3 separate regions of the Zea mays genome follow, and regions 2 and 3 are each linked to region 1. The links are chromatin contacts, called in public Hi-C maps. All regions are on one chromosome and are shown on one strand. The core of a region is the stretch at or near the end of the contact, and the rest is flanking DNA. Distances in the headings are between cores, read along the strand shown. Region 1 holds the start of LOC100502430. Region 2 holds the start of LOC100285733. Region 3 holds the start of LOC542628.

Region 1 (4,542 bases), core at 1,093-3,592:
GCTGGCTGCTGCCTGGTGGGCTGCTTCACTCAGGACGCCATTGCGGTGACAGTCTGACAGATAGGACCTGTGCGTGCCGATTGCCACCGCATGTTCGCCGTCGGCCCGTCGCGCCGGCCACATGTACGCACGCTGGCATTGGCATTCTCGCGCGGTAAAGTTTGGGCCCTGATCGCCGTCGGCCAGCTAAAACAGGCAAGCGACCAATCAACCGAGCAGAGCAGAACTATAAGCGTGGCTTTCGCACGCGAGACACCAGATGCTGTCCGTCCGCCTGTCCCTCAGCCTTTCAGCTCCTGCTCTGCTCATCTCATGATAGATATAGCAGGGTGATGTGTTGCTGCAAACTGAATAATCGCTAGCTAGCTGCAGTCAGGCACATCATGTAGATAGACGCGATCTCGCGTGGTGGCATGCGATGCGATGCACACACTGCTCCACTTCCTCTCTCTCTCTCTCTCTCGCTCTTTTTGCAATCTTTATAAAAACAGCACGGCACACAGTTAATTAAACAACTGACGTCTTTTGTTGCATGTGATCGATGATTAGCTAGCGTCTGAGGCACTGAGCACAGGCAAGGATATGATGCAGCGCGCATCTGCCGGCTTTTGCGCAATTGCAACAGTATATGTGAGAGAAGGGAACTAGCGCTAGCGGAGGCCTTTGATTAGTGGCGGGACGGAATCGATAAATAAACTAGTCCCTGGGCACATGGATCAGGCAGCGCGCGGGGGGGTGGTGGACTGGTGGTAGTAGTGGACCACGGATCCGATAAAATCGGCTATTAAATCCGGAAAGGCCCCGGGGGGGCAAGCAAGCAAGCAAGCAGACAATGGCAGCGAAGAGGAGCTGACACATGAGCCCAACACACAGCGCGCTTGCATTGCATTTGCATAGCAGCAACGTGCCAAGGTGTCTGTCTACTATCATGTGCTCTCTCTTGTGGCCAGATTCCTCCTCCTCCTTCTCTTCTTCCTCAGTAATCTTTAACAAGTGTTTTAGCTAGCTAGGTTCCATCTCCATCCATCCACTCTCTCTCTCTCTCTCTCTGTCCGTCCGTTCCTTGCGATGGTGCAGGCAGGCAGCTGCCACATGCGTGCGTGGATCGTGGACGCTATAGCCCGGCGACGTGCTGAGCAGCGTGCATGTTACTGCTGCATGCACGCGCCGTACTGTTGCGCGGCATGGCATGACGGCCAGGGCAAGCCTGTCGTGTCGTCCCGCCGGCGTGAGTGCCAGTGGTGACCGTCCCAACCCAACCAGATGTCTGCTCCACACTGGCATGTCATCATATTCTTTCTTTCTTTTTTTCTCTCTCCCTGACGAACAGCCATACTATCGCTGTTAGTATCTGCCACTCTCTCCTCTCTTCACCCGCTGCCATTTTATCAAAAAATTTAATCCACTGTCTTTTGTCACTGCTGAAGCTGACACCGACACTGTCTCGGGTTGACTAGTAACTGACAGACCAACTTGCATTGGGACCTGCTGTTCCGCACGAAATCCGTCAGGAAAACGTTTTCACCGTCTCTGAACTGAAGCACTTGTATCAGGGACAGAAGTACTAGGAGTGGCCGGAACACTGAACCCGGCGGTGTGCCGCGCACGGAAAAATGTTTGGCAGAAACACCGCACCTAGCTAGCTGGCCGCCGAAACTACTGCGGAGCACCTAATTCTCGCTGAACCGGAGCGCGCGGCATGCATCGTCGAGGTCACTGCCTACCTAACAGTAACAGACTAACAGCTGCGGAAACGACATGGGAACAGACATCGATCAGACTAACAGTAACAGATAACAGATGCGTTCGTCTCCGTTCTCTTCTCTCCTGCAACAGCGACATGCGCCGCCGGGTGATGATTTGTTTTTCAGAGCTAGCTTCGGATGCGCCGGGCCGTCGTGGAGGCCACGATACCTGTCCGTCACTCCATCGTCCCTGCAGGCAAACCTGACACGCGATCCAAGCTTGCTACCATGGATGGATACCTGACGTCCGGATCGACCAGAGGGCCTGCTCTGCCAGGCTTTTTATTACTGCACCCACCGTTACTACCTAGTACTACTAGCGTGGAGTAGTACCTCCGCTCTCTGCTGGCAGCCGACAAATGCTCCATCTGCAGTACGTAAAAAAATAAAAAGAAAAGAAAGTGACTCTCCATCCATGAGACCATGACATGGAGGGACCGAGGGAGGGGAGATGGCTTGGTTGGCAGGCTAATCATGCCAACTTGCAAAGCTCAAATCTTTCTTTTTTACGACGGCCTTTCCTAGCGTTTTCCCTCTCCCACCCTTTATAACCACCACCATCACCTCTCCTCCTTCCTCCGAAGCCCCAAGTAGTTCCCAAGGCAGGCAGCACCACCAACATAAAAGAAGAAGAAGGAGAACTGAAGCGACCAATAAGAATTCTCTCCACTCAGGCCACTCGCTCGGCCCATTCCCCGGACCCCGATCGACCCACCCATCCATCCATCATCCATGACGACGGGGGAGGGGGCAGAGGCGGCGGCCGTGCCGCGGGTGGTCTCCATCCTGTCGGCGCTGCTGCAGCGCGTGGCGGAACGCAACGACGCCGCGGCGGCGGCGCCGCCGCCGGCTGCTGCTGCTGGCCCCCCGGTACTGTCGGCGTTCCAGGGGCTCACCAAGCCGGCCATCTCCATCGGCGGCTACCTGGAGCGCATCTTCCGCTTCGCCGGCTGCAGCCCGTCCTGCTACGTCGTCGCCTACATCTACCTCGACCGCTTCCTGCGCCGCCGCCCCGCGCTCGCCGTCGACTCCTTCAACGTCCACCGCCTCCTCATCACCTCCGTCCTCACCGCCGTCAAGTTCGTCGACGACATGTGCGTGCTATATAGCTGCTCTGCCCTCCCTGCTTCCATCATTCACCTTTTAATAAATGGAAAATTTTACAGGCAAAAAAAAAACACAGTAGATTTTCAAGTCGAATTCCGCTCACCTTTTCACTCTAAAATACGGAAATGGAAAATAAAAACATACAGTATCTCAGCACAACTACGGTTCATCAAGTTGAATTCCGCGCAAGTGCTGGCTTCCGAATTCAAAAAACAAATTGTTCTGAAAACATTTTTTTTCACATGTAATACTAGTAACTACTCCGTTTCTTTTTATTTGTCGCTGGATACAGCGACAAATAAAAAGAAACGGAAGGAGTATATTAAAACGTGATTTAGTACTGGAGGTGCGTAATACATGTGGTGATCCCAAGAACTGTTCAGTACAGGCTGACGTTAAAAATCGACACTAGAAGTTCAGCGTCATGGTAGTCGTATAGATGAGATGGGCTTCGAAAATACATGATTCGGTAACTGGAGTTTTCGTTTGCTTTTGGCGTGATCATCGGCAGCACACTCCCATGCATGACTGTCACACATGGGATTTGGAATTGGAATACACACATGGGCCCCAGATCGGTCTCGGTAACCTTTTCCCTGTCACAGTTTCCAACTGGCATTGCATCAAAGACAAGCCACTGGGTTGGTCACAAGGACAGTTGTGGAACCCGAGGCTGATGACGCGCCCACAGCACACTCACACAGTCACACACAGCCTGCCTGCTGGCTGCTGCCGATCCACCACCACTCTTACCAAAGCACATTCACCTTGTCCTACCCAACCCCCTGTCTGTCTTCATCGCCTTCGAAAAACAAGCTACGTACAGCTGGACGAATGCGTGAACCATCCATTTTTTTTGGTTGTTAAAAAAGAATTCATACTCTCCTTCCTATGTCAGGGTGTGTGGTCTGCTGTTTTGTTTTGTACTATAGCTTCATTCACCTGCTGTGGTGTGGGCGCTGCAGATGCTACAACAACGCCTACTTCGCGCGGGTGGGCGGCATCAGCCTGGTGGAGATGAACTACCTCGAGGTGGACTTCTTGTTCGGCATCGCCTTCGACCTCAACGTCACGCCCGCCGCCTTCGCCTCCTACTGCGCCGTGCTCCAGAGCGAGATGGCCTACCTGGACGACGCGCCCGCGCCCGTCGTCGAGGCGCCCCCAAGGCTGCACTACTGCTACGGCGCCGCCGGCACGTCTGACCGCCACGACGACCCCGCCGCGGTCGCAGCAGCCGCCGCAGCCTGCCACCGTCACAGCAGCCAGCCGCAGCTCACTGTCTGATCGACCGGCCGTGCAAGCGTGCCCGACCGGTGGATGCAGCCGTTTCTTTTCTTTTCTTTTCTTTGTTGTCCTGGCGGGGCGCGCTGGCTGGTGGTGTCGACTCGTCTTCTTCCTTGGTGATGGTCTGTCTTGGTACATATGTGTTGGTCGTTCGTTGCTAGTGAGCTCTCGGGGTACGTAGTTCTGCGGCCTTAGGTGGATTGGATCGTACGTGGGTGGGGTCAGGATTCTTCTTGGGAAATTTTTGTTTTCACCATTGTTCGACGGATCATGCATGCATGGATCAATGAGAAAATGGATGGATCGGCTTGGGATTCTCTGTTCGGCGCGCGATTGTTCTTCCGGCCCGGTGGGTGCCTGTGCTGTGCGTGCGCATGTGAGTCACAGCACACCGCTTGTCGCCTGT
Region 2 (4,542 bases), core at 1,021-3,520, 340 kb before region 1:
CACTTATGCAAGGATTGCCCCTTTAGTAGAGAGGTGTGGAACAAGGTGTTGTCTTGGGCCAACCTTCCTTTCCTGTCTAGGATTCCCAATTCCACATCTTTGTATGATTGGTGGACGGGTCTGCGTAGCCTTTGCAACAGACAGTCAAGAAGATGTTTCGACGGTCTGCTAATTTATTTTTGGTGGAATTTATGGTTGGAAAGAAATAACAGAATTTTTCAAAGTCAGCATAGAAGCGTAGAACAAGTGGCTCTTGCAGTCAAGGATATTGCTAGTAGCTGAGGTCTTGTTGGACTTGACTAGTGATTCTTTGTTTTCTTCTTAAATTCTTTTTAATTATTTTTATTTTTTCTTTCTTTTCTTCTTCCCTATCGTTGCTTAGGTTTTGTACTCTCCCTTTCTTTCTTCTCTAATCTAATATATATCGGAGCGGCAAATCTTTTGCCCCTTCCTTTCAGAAAAAGAAAGGCAGTGAAGAACTATGGGAAGTAGCGAAATTGCACAACCTAATTCTCACCTCAAGTTCTGACATCCTTCAAACATCTTGCTGAATGATTCCCTAAAACATTCCTCTTGGTTTTCAGAATTTCTTTGACGTCAAATTTCCGTTGGGCTCGGTGGATCTAAGGGAGTGGTGTGCAGCCAACACCCGCAGGCCGGATTTACTTGAGATTATACCTGACTCCTTTTTTTTAATCTTGTGGACAAATGTTTGGCCGTCAACCCCAGATGCAGGCTCTCACCAGAATGCTGAGATCAGCTGGTTCTGATGCTGCATGTCCACCGTCACACCAGAACAGAATACATCATTTACAGTAAAACAACCATAGGTCGTTCCACCGTACACACCTATATTAACACCAGTAAGATGATTGTGACCATCTAGCTAATTGCTGACAAGACAGTAGCCTAAGTGCGTTCCCGTCTTGATGTAAGTAAACACTTATGCTTAGGATCTACTAATACGTTGTGTGGTCAGTGTTGTACTATAGTATAGTATACTGATTTGAGTTGGGGCTAATGCACCGTGCACAGCGAGCGTGCGATTTCCGCCTTTTTAGCTGTATTTTCTTTTGGATGGAAGTTAAGTTTTGTTAGTGTACCTAGCTCCGCAATCCGTAGTTTCATGAAGTTTTCACGATTGCACAGCTTTCACCCTATCTCATCTGGCGCATCCGTGTGTGCATGACGGCTTGACGAGGTCAACATGTTCCGACGTTTGATAACACGCAATTTATGATTAACATCCACTTTTCATCGGTCAACGTCATACTCGTATCGTCTACGAGACCATTTCGCAGCGTGTTCCGGAGGGTCGCAACGCCTTGGCAATCCACATCGCTTAATCTTCTCTTATCACTATCCGAACAAAGCCACATGTGCACTCCCCCGGTGAAGCGCAGGCAAATACCACCAGACACCAGTACGGTCTGGACGAGTTCAGCAACGTCAAAGTTTTCAAAACCAAAAAACCTTTCATTCAGTTACCGTATATTTGGAAAAGACTTATCTGCAATTCTAAAGAACTATATATGTTACCTAATTTCGTTTGCGGAAATTCTCAGTTCGTTTTTATGGAACCTGAACGTTAGCTGTTCTATTTATGCAGATTATTCTGTTAGATTTTATGCATGTTTGGTTGGCTTTTAAAATTTGCCAACCAAAGATAAATGTGGGAGAGTGACAAATTCTTACACACAAACCAAATAGGGACCAAAAGCTTGGCTTGCCCATGCAACTAAAAATTAGGATATCAACCAATCAAAATCATAACTATCACGTACTCCCTCCGTATCAGATTATAAGTTATTTTAACTTTTTTAAGAAGTCAGTTATCTTAAGGTTTCACCAAATACATAACAAAATATTAACATTTAGCATATCAACTAAGTATCGTTAGATTTTTTTATTGACTATATTTTTAAGTACATCTATTCGATGTTATAAATATTTATGATTATTTTATAATTTTGATGAAATTTGAGATATTTTCCATTAGAAGGTTAATTTAGAACGAAGTGAATACAGAGCAGGCCGGACACGTAAAGCCAACAGCTCTTGCTAGGTCCCTCTTGCACTGAACAAGCAATGGAGACCATGCAATTCAGGGTGAGGCTTCCTATCACTCACTGTATCGCAGATTCACAAGAACGCTGAAGGAGCAGGGGTGGAGTGGACGTGGAAACACCCAACTACCAACCAACCAACCAACCAAGCTTCGAGCCGTCGAGTCGAAGCATCTGGGCCACGCCGCCACAAAAGGAAACGAGAAGACAAGGCCTCCGCGGCTCCGCCCCCGATGCCTCCGCTCCTCACCTCACCCGCCTCCCTCCCCTCCGCCTCCCCTCTCCTCGTCTCCTGTATCGGCGCTCTCCACCGCCCCGGCCCCTTCCTCCACCAGCGCGCCGCCGCCTCGGTCCACTTCCTCGCGCCGCACAGGAAGACCCGACCGCCCCCCGCGATGAGCTGGCTTGGGAAGCTGGGCCTGAGCGGGCTTGGAGGCAGCCCGCGCGCGTCGGAGGCGTCGGCAGCGCTGGCGCAGGGGCCCGACGAGGACCAGCCCGCGCCGGGGAACGAGTTCGCGCAATTCGGCGCCGGCTGCTTCTGGGGCGTGGAGCTCGCGTTCCAGCGCGTGCCGGGAGTCACCCGCACGGAGGTCGGCTACAGCCAGGGCAACATCCACGATCCGACCTACGAGGACGTCTGCACCGGCACCACAAACCACAACGAGGTCGTCCGCGTGCAGTACGACCCGGCCGCCTGCAAGTACGACGACCTCCTCGACACCTTCTGGGCGCGCCACGACCCCACTACTCCCAACCGACAGGTCAGCGATACCCCGACGCTTGATTTTGAGAGAAAATTTTGGGGGTTTTGATGCGAATTTGAGAACAATTTTACGGGGATTCCGAATTAGCCTGCTCTTTCGTTAGGTTCGGCTGTTCGATGGGAGCAGCCCGCAGTAGGGCAAATAGACTCAGTTGCGAACTGACTGCAGGACAAATCTAATAAACTCTGTTGCGAACTGACGAGTGCGAAAAAAAAAACATCTGCGTCGCCTGAGAGATTCGAACTCTCGCGGGGAAACCCCATGTACTTAGCAGGCACACGCCTTAACCACTCGGCCAAAGCGACGTTTCTGATAGATATTGTTGCTTTGCCACTGAACTCTCTTTTTGTTAATGAAGAACAAGAACAAAGGTAGTTCCTGTTCCATAAGTTGAGTACTTCATGTTCTTATGCAGGGTATTGACGGAAAATGCCAAGTAATTCTAATCCTGATCGTACAGTGAGGACTGATGTAGGCTTGTAGCACTACAAGTATAGAACTAAGATTGCCATCGTTGTTGATTGCTGTGGATGTGTAATATGATATCCAGGTTATGACTTGTGAGCACTGTTTCCTGTAGGAGGTACTGCCATTGGACAACCTTCTATGGCTCTCTTGAGTCCAGATCTGTTATATGTAGTTGAATGCAAATCTGCAGCGACACTTAGAATTTGAGAAAATAGTGTTCCATACTAGTTCTAGGAGAGCTATAAGCCTTCAACTTCAGCTTTCACTTCTAGCCCTTGTGTTAAGCTAATAGTAGTGTGGTGCGTGATTAAAAAACTCGATCTGCGGGGGGTTAAGACCGCCCCCATGGCATTACAATTAAGACGAGGGGATTTTTTCATCCTTAGCCTGAAATCATTACAATTAAGGCGAGGGGATTTTTCTCGACCGTAGCCTAAAATTCGCTCCCACGGAGAGTCGGATTTAGGACCTGAGTGTTACTCAAACTACATAACCAACTAAGCCAGAGACCCTTTCGCGTGTGGTGCATGATTGACCTTGAGATTGGCTGCAGTTTCTATTTCTTATCTATCTTTCTAGGGTGTCAGCAACCTATATACTGAATCAATGTGTTTCTAACAGTAATACTGCATTCAACCAGGAGTGGATGCAATATATAGGTATTGATGTCAAGTGACATCAATGATCTCTTAAAGCATTAAACGAACATCTAGAAAAAACAAAAAAATGACATTTATAAATAAGTAATGACGTACATATTATATTAGCAGTGATATAATAGCATTTTTTTTCTAGATCCGCCCCTGCATCCAATTTCTGTGCTAGATAACCTTTTCTTAAGTGTTAATCTGAATGTCTGAGCGTTTGGATCTAGCATTTGAATTTGTCTCTGGATAATCAGCTTAAGCCAATCAATTCTTTCGAGCATGTCTGACAGGAATAAGTTTCTGACTACATACTTGCATGTAGGGCAATGATGTTGGAACACAGTATAGGTCAGGGATATACTACTATAACCCAGAGCAGGAGAAGGCGGCAAGAGAGTCCCTGGAGAAGCAGCAGAAGCTTCTGAACCGGAAGATCGTCACCGAGATCGTTCCAGCGAAGAGGTTCTATAGAGCAGAAGAGTACCATCAGCAGTACCTGGAGAAGGGCGGCCGCTTCGGCTTCGGGCAATCTGCAGCCAAGGGCTGCAATGACCCCATCCGATGCTACGGATGAGCCAAATGGACCTCTACGTGCAT
Region 3 (4,542 bases), core at 606-3,105, 270 kb after region 1:
ACGGAAGCAAGGGGACGTCATCAAGGTCCCGTCAGCCCCAACAACTGTGCTTCTACAGGGCTCAAGCGCTCCTCCGACGGCCACGACACCACACGAATAGGGCTCCAACACCTCTCTAACAGCCATGTCGGTATGTACATAGGGCTCTGGCTCCCCTCTACTAGACACATTAGCACACTGCTACACCCCCCGTTGTACACCTAGACCCTCTCCTTGCGTCTATAAAAGGAAGGTCCAGGGCCCTCGTACGAGAAGGTGGCCGCGCAGGAGAACGGGTTGACGCATCAGCTCTCTCTCTCTCTCCCTCGTGAACGCTTGTAACCCCCTACTGCAAGCGCATCCGTCCTGGGCACAGGACAACACGAGGCCGCGGTTCCCCTCATCATTTCCCCTTGTGTTCCGTCTCGCGCCGACCCATCTGGGCTAGGACACGCAGCGACAATTTACTCGTCGGTCCAGGGACCCCCCGGGATCAAAACGCCGACAGAAGGCAAGGTGCCAACCTTCGACACGACGACGGGCATTGGCGGCAGCGTCACTTTTAGCACAACGGTGGCTACTACAGCCGGCACAGGGGGCAGCGCGGGGGTGTTCGGCACCACATGGATCTGTGGCACGGCGCCCACCGCGGGAACCGTCGGTATGGCGAGCATCAGTGGAAGGGTGGCCACGGGCACGATCGGCGGCTTTGGCATGACAGTAATGCCTGGGACGACGACAGGAGTGACGGGGGGGTTGAGCAAGATGCAGCACGGCGTGGCATGTAGTGCTGCCGTTGACGATGAGCACGAGCGCTGTGGCGGAGAAGAGAGACAAAGCATCACAAGTTATTGCTAGGGGCTAGGAGAAGTGCTTCCTCAGGAGTGAGGAGCTACAGGCCATCATGCGCTTGTGATGGGTCCTTGGCGAGTATTTTATTGTAGCTCCATTCGAAGCTGAGTGTGTAATGTTTCGCTAGAGCTAGGCTAGTTGAGAACGAGATAGAGATGGTTGGTGGCATTTCGATGCAAAACATGGACGACAGATACATAGTGGATGGCTGTTATTCGATGCATTTGATTCATTACCTCATCGTGCATGACGCAAGACGATATTAGACACCGCTCAACTCATGTATGGCTCATGCATGTTGCATCATGAAATCCTGCATGGTCTCTGTTTGATAATTGTTGAGGCATATTTTCTTCTCTATCAGATTATTGTGCAATAGCCAGAGACATCTTTATGATTCTATATGTCCATGAATTGTGTGTTTAATACGTGTGTCTAAGAGAAAATAAAAGGGCATATATTCAGAGAAAGATGTTATGGTCTTTAAAACCGGCAGTTTGTACCGTGTGTTTATATGGAGTCAATGTCTTGAGTTATAAGTGGTTAACATCGTATATAGACCATGAGGAGCTACCAAGCCCAATATGACAGTAAGCTGTAACATATTGTAACACCGCGTTAGCTGAAAGAGGACGAGCTATAGAGAGCTCTATAAAAACAGGGATTGAGATATTTTTTAACTTATATCTTTATCGGTCTTTTGACTAAAATAAAGTGTAATATTTATTTTTATCAATTTAATATCTGGTCTATAGAGAATATGCTCACTTTGATATTAAATTTATTTATTATTAATATTTTTTAAGAATGGTCTATATGACTGGTTTACTTTGCTTAAATGTATTGCGAATACGACCTCGTTCTTTCCGATCAATACTATGAAATACCATTGTATACAGTCCCATCTCACTGGCATTATAATATTAGGATTTTATTTTAGAGTTTATCGACCGACACGTACGCGCACTCAGAGTAAAATATCTAAGGAGCTGGGGTGCCGTTTTTTGCGGCAAACCCCCGGCACCTGTCCGAATTCCAGCCGCCCACCTCACGCAAGCGGCAAGCCCACGGGCGCTCTCTCTCCCCCTGCGCCTCGTCGCCTCTCCAATCCCTCTCGTCCTCTCGCTTTCTCTCTCCATCTCGTTTCCCCCGCCTGCGCAGCCAGCGCAAACCCTAGCCAACAAGCGCCGTTCTGCGAGGCTCTCGGCAGCGGATAACTTAACCTGTCGCGCAAGGATCGGGGGAGAGAAACCAGCGGCAACTTACGTGGATCGGGGTTGTTTGGTGCTGCTGCGGCGGCGCAGGGATGGACCGGAAGCGCATCAAGGACGCGCTCGAGAAGCACCTGGAGAGGTCGTCGCCGTCTACTTCCAGGGGCGTCGTGTCCAAGGAGAGGGAGCGCCTCGCTGCCGGGAAGCTGCCGTCATCGCTTGGCAAGGCGGAGGTGTCTGATGGTGGTAAGAGCTGGACCTCTCGCAAACTTTAGTTGTTCTTTACATATTTTTATTACCTTCCTCACTGTGTATGATGAACTGCCGCAATGTATGCTTGGTTTGAAAGATGCGACTTTTCTGTCTTTTTTCGTGCATAATATTATGTTGAAATTTTGTGTTCTGTGACTAGATTTCGCGGCTTCCATTTTTATGGCCCCTTCAAATGAGAAACTCTTTACTTGCCTGAAGCGGAAGATGGCGTGTGCTTTCTGTTTATGCTGGTTCTTTTGCAACAAGTGTTGATATAAGCAATATATATACCAAGAAACTGGTAAAAATGAGCAAAGAGCCAAAAACTGAACAGTTTGTGAGCTGTTTGCTCGAATTGGGTTCAGAAGCTGGGGTATCTTTGAAAACCAATAATGAGGAAACAGATGAAATTGTATTGTAACATAGGTAGTTGCCTAGTTGGAAATGACTTGGATTGCTTTATAAGTATGAGATGGATCAAAGGTTACAAAGTATTTATCACACAAAATCAGAACATGAATGCTTTGTGTTTTTGTTCTTGAATACTATCCGAGGTTGCTAATATCTTGATTCAGAATGGGATTGTAACTCCAATAGTAGGATCACAAATCTTAGGATCATAAGTGCTAGAGTCGTAAAATCGTACATTATACTTAATGGAATCGTAGAATCAACCTAATAAACTAACATCAGTTGTAAAATCACACCAAAGGATTGTGATTTTAACAGCTATGATACTATCTCTGGCTGGATTGGTAGACGTTTTGGTCTTTTGGACAACCAAACTGACTTGCAATTAGTTCTACCATGATGTCTGAAGTGTCAACTTCTGACCGGAGGGAGTGATAGTAATATAGTATAGTATCTTATTTGCTGAAGAATGTGATCATTTCTTCTTCTTGGTACCACTCTCCCTTCCAAACTACAAGTTGTTCTGGCTTTTCTATGTACATATCTAGATACTGCACACCTAGATATACATTATGTGTACATAGTCAAAGCTATGTATGATGTATCTAGGAAAACCATACAATTTAGAATGCATGGAGTACGTTTCAGTTGGTGTATGTTTTTTGTGGACAATGTAATGATAGTTGATAAAAGCCAGTCAAGAGTAAATAGGAAATTGGAGTTGTGAGGGGAGACTCTAGAGTCCAAAGGTTTTAGGCTCAGTAGAACTAAAACCTAATATATGAGATGTGACTTCGGCACTACTACACATGAAAGAGATTTTAGTCTGGAAGCTCAAGTAGTGTCTAGGAAGGATACCTTTCAGTATTTAGGATCAATGCTATAGAGAAACGATGATATTGCTGAAGATGTTAGCCATAGAATCAAAGTAGGGTGGATGAGGTGGTGTCTAGCATATGGCATTCTATGTGATAAGAAGGTACCATAGAAGTTAAAAGACAAGTTTTATACAACATCAATTACATCTACTATGTTGTACGATGCAGAATGCTGGCCTACAAAAAAGATAAGTGTTGCGGAAATGCGTATGTTGTGTTCGATTTGTGGCCATACAAGAAGGGATCGAGTACAAAACGATGATATACGTGATAGGTTAGGGGTAACACCAATTAAAGCAAAGCTTGTCAAACTTTGGTTGAGATGGTTTGGACATGTCCAATGAATACATCCAGAGGCACTGGTGCGTGGTGGGATCCTGAGGCGTGATAGTAATGGGAAGAGAGGCCAGTGTTATTAAAACTACGTTTAAATGACGTTTAGTTTAAACGTCAAAACTTTAATTAGAGGTTCAAACCGCGTTTTAGTGTTTTGGCGCTAAACTGTAAAACACAGTGTTTCATGCGTTTTAGAGCATTTTTGGGCCCAGTTTGTTAGTTACTTTTGGGGTCTAATCCGGCTCATGGGTGAAGTTTTGGTAAGCCACTAATCTCTCTGTTTTGGTATTTAACTTCATGTTAGTCTGAAATTATGATATATTGGTATTTTTCCTATATTGTTTAAAACTTTGTTTAAAAGTTTAAAAGTCAAACTTTCATCCATGAGTGTTTCAACGTTTTATAGTTTTAACCTTGAGAGAGGCAGGGGAAGGCCGAAGTTGAAATGGGGAAAGGAAGGAAAATGAGACTTAAAATTATGGAATATATCAAAAGATTTAGCTTGAATAGGAGTGCATGGAAAACAGCTATCCACATACCTGAACCTTGACTTGGGATTTCTGTTGGATTTCAACTCTAGCCTATCCCAATTTGCCTGGGACTAAAAGGTTTTGTTGTGTTGG

What was found. A called contact is a pair of places that touch in the nucleus more often than the background predicts.
Region 2: a Hi-C map of ear shows a contact between it and region 1, with 2.9 times the contacts expected there. The contact joins the promoter of LOC100285733 here to the promoter of LOC100502430 in region 1. A contact is called at or near these places in 2 of 25 Hi-C or Micro-C datasets (ear and endosperm).
Region 3: a contact with region 1 is called in a Hi-C map of leaf, with 7 times the contacts expected there. The contact joins the promoter of LOC542628 here to the promoter of LOC100502430 in region 1. A contact is called at or near these places in 2 of 25 Hi-C or Micro-C datasets (ear and leaf).

Annotation. Positions count from the first base shown.
Region 1 is chr1:96,166,248-96,170,789 of Zm-B73-REFERENCE-NAM-5.0, forward strand. LOC100502430 reads left to right here and starts at 2,343. Exons shown (of 2, transcript NM_001357792.1): 1 at 2,343-2,839; 2 at 3,818-4,272. The coding sequence starts at 2,478. The coding sequence ends at 4,136.
Region 2 is chr1:95,823,390-95,827,931 of Zm-B73-REFERENCE-NAM-5.0, forward strand. LOC100285733 reads left to right here and starts at 2,271. Exons shown (of 2, transcript NM_001158624.2): 1 at 2,271-2,827; 2 at 4,268-4,542. The coding sequence starts at 2,300. The coding sequence ends at 4,519. It overlaps TRNAS-GCU (transfer RNA serine (anticodon GCU)), which reads right to left and starts at 3,135; the gene lies at 3,054-3,135.
Region 3 is chr1:96,434,500-96,439,041 of Zm-B73-REFERENCE-NAM-5.0, forward strand. LOC542628 reads left to right here and starts at 1,856. Exons shown (of 5, transcript NM_001112154.2): 1 at 1,856-2,288. The coding sequence starts at 2,138.